Linked DNA regions of Capra hircus: region 1 is linked to region 2. Evidence: chromatin contacts called from public Hi-C data. All regions are on one chromosome and are shown on one strand. Each heading gives the region's core, a stretch centred on a gene start, on an enhancer-like site or on the middle of the called end of the contact. The rest is flanking DNA. Distances are from core to core; before and after follow the strand shown.

What was found. Hi-C and Micro-C count contacts between places; a contact is called where the count stands out from the background.
Region 1: a contact with region 2 is called in a Hi-C map of blood, with 2.6 times the contacts expected there. The contact joins two enhancer-like sites. A contact is called at or near these places in 2 of 5 Hi-C or Micro-C datasets (both in blood).

The regions. Positions count from the first base shown.
Region 1 is chr8:81,458,050-81,462,323 of ARS1.2, reverse strand. The region is part of intron 8 of FANCC (Fanconi anemia group C protein); the gene reads left to right. Among named protein-coding and RNA genes, the nearest start is that of MIR24, 52 kb to the right of the region's middle. Within about 2 kb of position 2,788, at least 4 of the 5 cell types and tissues checked have an H3K27ac peak or open chromatin away from gene starts, as enhancers often do.
Region 2 is chr8:80,925,683-80,930,227 of ARS1.2, reverse strand. No RefSeq gene overlaps it. Among named protein-coding and RNA genes, the nearest start is that of FBP1, 43 kb to the right of the region's middle. Within about 2 kb of position 2,372, at least 1 of the 5 cell types and tissues checked has an H3K27ac peak or open chromatin away from gene starts, as enhancers often do.

The DNA of each region.
Region 1 (4,274 bases), core at 1,539-4,038, 530 kb before region 2:
ATCAGTCCCTACCAGGTCAAGGGTGTGACCGTGGCCCTGCTTACCTTTCCCCTGTCTCCCAGGCTCCTCTTTGCCTTCCCATCTTGGGGCCTCCAAGTGGACCATGGATAGGGTCACAGTGACCAGCAGCCATGCTGCGTTCATCTATAAGTTAGCTGGCCCAAATCAAACCCTACTGATTTAGACATTTACAATATTTGATAGAAAAAAAAGAAAAGAAAATAGATATAACGATTGAAAGAGTCCAAAGAGAAAGAGAGATACTTTTAGGGAAATTCTGCTTGAATTCATCTTTCAAAACAGTTGCATTTTTTAAAAAAAAGTTGCATATTAAGGTGAGAAATAAGAATGTACCGTATATAAAAATAACTATAATATTCAAAATAAACAAAGGCTTTTAGAAGTCCTGGCAGCCCATTCCAAACATTACCTTTATTGTCAGGTAAATCTATTTCTAACTGAAAGATACATATTATAGTTTCATTTTCTCTGGTCCTTTTTCAGTGGTAAAATATAGTAACTGAGCTATTTCCTTGCTTTCAAGGTCCTTATAAAATTTTCTTTAAGTCTTCTCTCTATGGAAAAATTCCAGTTTCATCGCCCTAAGTTGATTTGATTCTGCAAACTTGTGATTCTTCTCTAAATCTTCTTTGTGCCCTTTTTACCTGTGGTCCTCAGGCCTGAGCCTGTCATTAAACCCAGGATGACAGAGAGAGAGAGAAAGCAGGCATTCCTGTTAAACATTGCATTGTATAACCTTCAGTCTCCAGTTTACGGTTTAAAATCATTTCCCCCCAAACAGTTTTGAAGTCAGTTGATTTACAAAAGCATTTATCAGGATCATGTGTGTAGAGATTCAGAGCTTCCATTATGGTTAAAGGGGGATTTCAGAGGGTGCTATTGTGTTTAATTTATTGTGGCATCGGCAGGATGTAACCCCTCTGTTGCCTTATGGTTCAAGGAGGTAATTACAATACGGAGCTGCAAGTCCTTGATTGGCGTGGGCTGCTCTCCTCAGGATCCTGGGCCCGCAGTGCCACACAACCAAGCAGGCTGGAATAAGCCTGTGACGTGACCGAGTGATTGGAAGGGTAACCTGAAGAACGTGCTTCCTGATTGCATCATCTGCTTCACTTATCAGAGCACGGTATCTCGCGGCCCTGACGGGACCCTGCTGAAGTATCAGAAAGATCTGGAAGACTCGGATAGGACAGGACTGCTGTGCTTTCCTCTAGAAGTAACTTGATGCCTATTACATTAGAGTTGGATTCTGAGAGTAATTAACGTGTGATGGTCTAGTAACTTGTGTTTTATATGGAGCACTGTTAATTATGTTTCCATCTCTTGGGACTATCCAAAATTAGCCCTAGAAGTTCTATAATTACCAAGATGTTGCAAAAACAAAAGATAAACGTGTTGTACAGGTTGTACAAAGTGAAATGATCTCTCCAAATGTTCTGTGGCGTCTCAGGGCCTCCAGGCTGGGTATTTTCCATTAAGACTATGAATAATAAGGTGTTGACCTAATAGTCACCTGAATTCTAAGTGCATGTGTATGTTTTTTGACTTCTAAAATAAAAGGAAAATTTCAAAACCTGTTTCTTTTTGAGGCTCCTGTTTGACTCTCTTAGGCTGGACCTCCCCCAAGTCTATGGCCACCTGCCACATTTGATGCTCCTAAATAAATCGAGGTCTTAGCCTCAGTTTGTCATCTACTGAGCAGACTGACACTTTGCAAAAGCAGATGGTCTTGTGTTTCCCTTGACAGAACAGGCAATGGAAGACCATAATCCATAGCTTCAGACCTGACCTTAAAAACTCATGTCACCAACAACAGTGAAAGCCACTTGCTAATTATGCAGCTTTCTTGGCACTGTTTGGTTTCCCAAGGCTGGCCCCAAATCAGAAGGATGTTATATTTTCCAGTTACAATGCTGTTTGTGGAGCCCAGAAAGCTATTGTTCATATTCTACATCTGAATGAAAAGTGCTGGCTGGGTGGCACTGTGTTGGGCTGCCCTGCTGCATGCCCGGGCTGGGATATACCCTGGTTCCCATGCCCTCCCGTTCGATCCTTCGTTGGCTGGCCTCACATGCCGCCTGCCCCTCTAGCTGGGTCCAGAGATTTGCTCACGAAAGAGCGCAGTGGGAGGGGAAGAAAGGGGGATTGGTTTTGTTTATTAAGATTTTAAATCAGGAAACACTCCTGGTGTTTCTCTTCATAGCTCCACCAAAATTAGTTCTTTATCTTGTCAAGTGTACCTCAATAAAGATAGGGTTAAAAAGTAGTTCTTAATCTAATAAGAGCTTAAGAATAACAAACCTGCAGATAACTCTGTCCTCCTTGACCTCCCTCATATGAGATAAGATGCATTCTTGTTTCCATTCTCCAGATAGTAATCATAGCCACTTCAAAAAGAAAAAGAGACTTATTTTACGCTGAACTCCAAACACAGTTCCCCTTTAATAAAAGATTATACCGAAGAATTAACTCTACATCCTGGGTGATGTCATTTTTCTCTGCTTGAATAACTTCTTACTAATGTTCTAGGGTTTTTTCTTTTCCTGCTTTCTCATTAGCAGTCTTTTAAACATTTCTTTTTTTCTTTGAGCTCTTTAATGTGATGCATGTAATTTAACAAAAGCTAAAGTAGACAATTTAGCAGTGATCGAGTAGAGAAGTGTGGAGGTGGTTTATGCTTGTGGCTAAAAGGTAAAAAGAAACATCTCAGACAATAACTGCACTTTCCAGCATCGACCTCAGGGGGGCACCAGATCACCCAGCACCGTAAAGAAAAGAGACCTAGATGGCAAGTTCTGTTTTCACTGTTGGGAGGCAGGCCTTGGCAGCCAGTCAGAAATGAAGAGAGAAACAAAAAACAAAACAAAACAGGGCAGTAGTTGACCCAGAAGGTCACTGCCACTCAGAGACTGAGCCAGGAAGCAGCAGGGGGCTGAGGAGCCGTCTTCCCACCCAGGCTACACAGGCCAAGGGGAGAGAGGCCGCTGGGCCAGGCGAGAGGAGGAACTTGAGGTTTGGGGGACTTTGCTGGCTTCCAGAGCTAGCATCCTGTGTCTTAACGTTCTCAGACAGCGCGGGTAAATTTAAAACACAAAAGTACATTTGGTACTTGTTAAGGTTTTTTCTTTTTTTTTCCTTAAGCCCAGAAATGACAGATTTATCACTAATTAAACAATAATTTCATTATAGAGTACTAAAAAAAATCCTGGTAGTATAAACAACATCTGGTAAAGATTAAAAAGAAAGAATAGTTTTTCCAAGCTCAAATTTGATGAAAGTAACACAAATGTTTTGAAACAAAATAGATCTTAAAGTGCAAAAGGGATATTTACAGTCTTAAGTTCAGTATTTTGAAAGTAGAAAAGAAGAAAATGGCATAATAAAAAATACATGTTTATAAAGGTGCCTTATTTTATATGACAGATATGAAAAATTTTTATATAGGTAGTTTTTTTTAGACCAAATTGTTTTTGAATTCAAGAGTCTATTGAAATGAAACTTACAAAGAATTTTTTTTAAGAGGAGTGTTATTTTTTGATGAATAGTCACCTTTTAATTTACATACATAGATTAATGCAAGGGCTCCTGCCTCTCAAGGGTTTGGATGAGTCAGATACACAGTGAGATATGTTGCTGGCCATAAAAATAGACCATGAAAGAGAATCTATCTCAGGCTTACCGAACTTCAGTTTATCTCTCACCTGAAACTTCTCTATTTTTTAGGAAAAATATGTGTAAATGGTGATAAATGAAGAAGGCTTGAGAATTTTGTTTCCATGTCTACACTGCCTTTTTGTTTTTTACAAGAGGAATTCACTTTTCTCAGTGAATTACCTCAAATCATAGTTTAATTTCCCTTTCTGGCTTGTATTCTCTCTCTCCCCTCTCCCCATACTCTTTCCGTCTCACGCAGATTCATAAAATGATAGGAAAAAAAGGAAAGATTTCCTCCTGAGAATTCTCAGGTGGCTAGTAATAATCGTTGATGAACTGGGATGAAAATAACAGGTTAGGCACCAGGGAGGGCTTCTCTGGTAGCTCAGCAGTAAAGAAGTCACCTGCAGTGCGGGAGCCGCGGGTGACATGGGTTCAGTCCCTGCGTCAGGAAGATCCCCTGGAGGAGGGCATGGCAACTCACTCCAGTATTCTTGCCTGCAGAATCCCGTGGACAGAGAGGAGCCTGGGGCTGCGGTCCCTAGGGTCACAAAGAGTTGGGTCACAACTGAAGTGACTTAGCACGCGTGCATAGACAC
Region 2 (4,545 bases), core at 1,123-3,622:
AAACCCCAGGCAGGGATTCTGGCCCAGGAGTGGAGACCTGGGCCCTCAGTGGTCATCTGTTACTCACTCAGCCGAGGGAGGGGACCTTTGGATTCCACATCTGTAAAGTACTGGGAGTTGGAGCATCTCTTAGCCCTTCTTGTTAACTTCTTTGGTTCTATAATTTTAAGCTCACCAGCATTGGTTAACTCCTGATTGAATTCTTCTAGTTTTGATTAAGACATGAGCAAGTATTGGGAGCCTCTTCTTAAATGCCTAGGTTGTGTAGTTCATGATGGTTAGTGTGTGTTTTGCTTGAACAGTGCAGCAGTCCTCACAGTACTTTTGTGGACTCATAAGTGGTTGGGAAAGGCAGGGCGCTGTCAGCATTTACCCATTCATTCAACGAAACGTCTATGTACCTATTATTTGCCAGTCATTGTTTTGTGGACACATGAAAGTAAAGAAAACTCCCTGATCTTTATATTTTGGGGGGATAGAGAGAAAGACAGACAGTAAGAAATAAACCTAATAACAATCTGGAAATATATTAGAAGGTATTGGTAGAGTGGTGAAAATAAATCAGGGTAAGATGCTAGAAAGCCCATAGTAATCCAGACTCTTCTGACCACTTCTTGTAGTTCCCAAGGTACACGTTGCTCCTCTCTAGGCTTCCCTTCTGGCCTTTGACGAAACCCTGCAGGCCGCATTGATTCCACTGTGTGTTCACCAGCCACCAGGTCCTGATGGCAGCCATGGCGAGTGTACTATCGCAGGTCCCATAAGGCAGAAAACAGTTACTCCTGCAAACTTGCACCCATTGGAAATGACAGGATCCACAATTTACATATTTGGCTACATCTAGGCATTGAGCACATACATACAGAGGATAAACACTAGGAAAGCATTTCCTAACTTTTTTGAAACAATTTCCTTATTTTATGCTAAAAGCTAGCCTCAGAAATTCCAACAAATGTAGGAGGCGTCAGAAGTACCAAATTCTCTTACACTTGCTATAGCCAGTGGCTCTCCAAGTGTCCTCCTAGCAAGTAGCATCAGTATGACCTGGAAATTTGTTCGGGCTGCAAATTCTCTGGATCACGTCAGGCTTACTGAACCAGAAACTCTGGGATAGGGCCCAGCATTCTGTGGTTTAATAAACCCTTCATGTGATTCTGATCCAAGGTTATGTCTGAGAATCACTGCTAGACCATACTTATAAAAATAATTGATAATAAAAATAATGTTTTATAGTTTTAATAGTCATTTTCTCACTTGAACTATGCTACAACAGAGCAGAATCAGCATAGCAGACATGCACATGAAAAAAATCAAAACAAAACGAATGAGGCTATTTAGGCACAGAGAGGTTAAGTGAGTACCCCAGGATCACACAGCCAGTAAGCACTGAGGAAGTAGTGTTCTGGTGTTCTGTTTTCTTGCTCCTTCTGATCTCTCTCATTTCATTCTTTCTCGGCTCTCCCTTCTTCACCTGCAGTTTATGTATACTGGAACTGAGATGCCTACCTTATACCCTCAGCTCAGCAGGGGACAGAAAATTGAGATTATAGTTAATCGGCAAAATACTGTGGACAAAAATCTCCAGTGTCTGAACTGTAAGTTACTTCAGGGGAGGGGCTTAGCGTTGTAGTTCAGTGTTTCTCTAACAAGAGAAGGTCTTGCAAAGTTGGAAAATATTCGCTCCAAGTGGCCTCTCAGGCTAGTTAGTGGTCTGACTGCTGTTCCCAGAATCTTTCACAAAAGTGTCTGAGCCCAACACTTGCCATTGTACCAGCAGGATCTACAGGCTGGTAGGAACCTGTCCTTGTGGATGGTGTGGTTTTGTGATCCACACTGCCACCTTCTGGGGATCTCACCCATAGCCAGCTGTTCCACTGAGAGCCAACGTCCCAAATCAAAGATGAGTCCGCTTATCTCCACTGGACTCATTTCAAAGAGCTGAAAAGACAGCGATGATGTTGACAGTAAAACACAGAAGCTGTTGCAGTTTTCTGAGGGTCTCACTGTTTCAAAAGCGCGTCCCGTAAAGAACAAAAGCAACAGCTAATCAAACGATAAGAGAGAAGAAAATACGATACACAGGAGGGTAGTACTACTATTTTTAAGAGGCAGAAGTGGGTGGAACGGCCATGGGGAAAAAGAGAAGAAAACTTGAAAACATATGATCTGCAATGATAGGCTCTGGAACGTGGGATTATGAACACATTTTCTTTGTTTTCCAAAATGTTTGCAGTATATGGTTTGTAGGGTGTATCGTGGGCTCTATTGGTTTGCTAGGGCTGCCGTTTAACAAAACACACGCAATGGATGCCTGGAAGCAACACGAACGTATTCTTTCACACTCTGGAGACCAGAGGACGGCGGGGGCCGGGGCGGGGGCCGGGGCGGGGGCGGGGAGATGTCAGTAGAGCTGGGCTTTCTCAGGAACTCTAAGGGAGAATCTGTTCCATGACCTTCTCTCAGTTTCTGGTGTCACTGGCAGTGCTTATCACCCCAAACTCTGCCTCTTCTGTCCCCACGTGGTGTTAGTTCTCCCTGTGTCTTTTCTCCTCCTATGAGGACACCAGTCATATTGGATTAGGGCCCACCTTACTCCTCCATGAGCCCATTTTAGCTAATTACCTTTGCCGTGACCCTAGTTCCAAAGTCACATTCTGAGGTTCTGGAAAGTGCAGGAATTGTGGGGTCACGATCCAATCCAGCACATGGTCACTGGGTTCAGACAACGGCTCAGCTACCAATGAGCTGTTTCACCTTGACAAGTTGCTGACTTTCTGAGCATCCCTTTTCTCGCCTATAAAGTGAAGCCAAGAATACCAACCCCACAGGCCCTTTGAAAGAATAACTATAAAGGACTTAGCATATACCTGGAGCAGAGTAAGTTCTCAGCAGGAGACAGCTATTTCACTCAAAAAGAAAAAAAAAAGCATAACAAATTTAAAGAGATGGGGGAAGAGGGACAATCTCTGGACCAAAACACACCATTTAAATCAAGAGGACTTTGGAGAAAACAGCTTACACCTTTCTCACACATTATATTTGATACTTACTGAAAAAAGCAAAATATTGAATTTAGCTCAGGAGATACTGGGTTGTAGGATAACATTTAGGTCTGTTTCAGTCTCATGTGAGAGGACCCCATGGACTGCAGCCCACCAGGCTCCTCTGTCCATGGGATTCTCCAGGCAAGAATACTTGAGTGGGTTGCTATTTCTTCCTCTAGGGATACTTCTCATACCCAGGGATCAAACCCTGGTTTCCTGCATTGCAAGCAGATTCTTTACTATCTGAGCCACCAGGGAAGCCCCCAGAAGGGAGACACTGTATAAAATCTGTGTACCTGCTTCTCCCTTTCCTGTCCCCCATCCCCACCCCAGCCTTCTAACTCTGCATGCCTGACTCTCCAGACCTAGGCTCATTCTAGCTTAACTCCAGGAATGTCCAAGACCTCTGATATCAATAGAAGGGAGCTGTAAGGTCCACTTGGCAGAAAGTAGCTCCTCATCAATCTGATTAAAGTCAGGGATTGGGGATTTAGAGATAGGTTATCTGGGAAGACCATGATATTGACTTACTAGAAATTATTACTACTTTAGGACGCATTTGTTTTCCGAGAAATTAGAAGCTCAAGAGACTAGGACATTCTCAGAGAATAAGAAATTTGAACAAATTCCAGAGGCTGACTTGTGGCAAGGGTCCTTGTTTACCTGAGGAAAGGTAGTAACTGAGAAAAAAGACCTGAGGCATTAACTGTGGTATTTACATGTGTAAAATGTTTCATGGCTCCTCCAAAAATGCCCATGTGGCTCTGTGTCTACATATGTTTACAGAATGTGTAAATAAATATGAGTAGAATATGAAACACATGTGCCTGTGTTTATAAAATACGTATCCACTTATGCTAATGAAATTACTTCCATCTGAAAATAAATGGTCATTGTCTGCATAAGAACTAGGAATTAGGGAGATTCCTGGAATTTTTATCCTCACATTTGGAGAAACTGAGTCACTATTGTAATGTTTTTGTCATGAAAGGCAAGAAATGTGGCTTATGTCAACATTGAAAACTTTAATGTTTAAAGAGCAAGTAAAGTTGGAAAGAGCTATTCTCAGAAATCCTATTTTCATAACAGAGGAAATTTAAACTCAAATTCATTGCAGTAAGCATCCCATGTAGTCACATATCCACTATTAGCAGACTTCTCCAGGCATTCCAACAATGTGATGTGCATAAAAATCTCTGAGGATTTTGTTTAAAATGCATAATTTTGTTAATTATATTAATCATGTAGTAGATTATGTTTGTAGTATGTATTTATCTTATAACTGTAAGTATGTACCTTGCCTGGAAGTACTCTTGCCTGGAAAACCCCATGGGCAGAGGAGCCTGGTAGGCTGCAGTCCATGGGGTCGCTAAGAGCCGGACAGGACTGAGCGACTTCACTTTCACTTTTCACTTTCCTGCATTGGAGGAGGAAATGGCAACCCACTCCAGTGTTCTTACCTGGAGAATCTCAGGGACAGAGAAGCCTGGTGGGCTGCCGT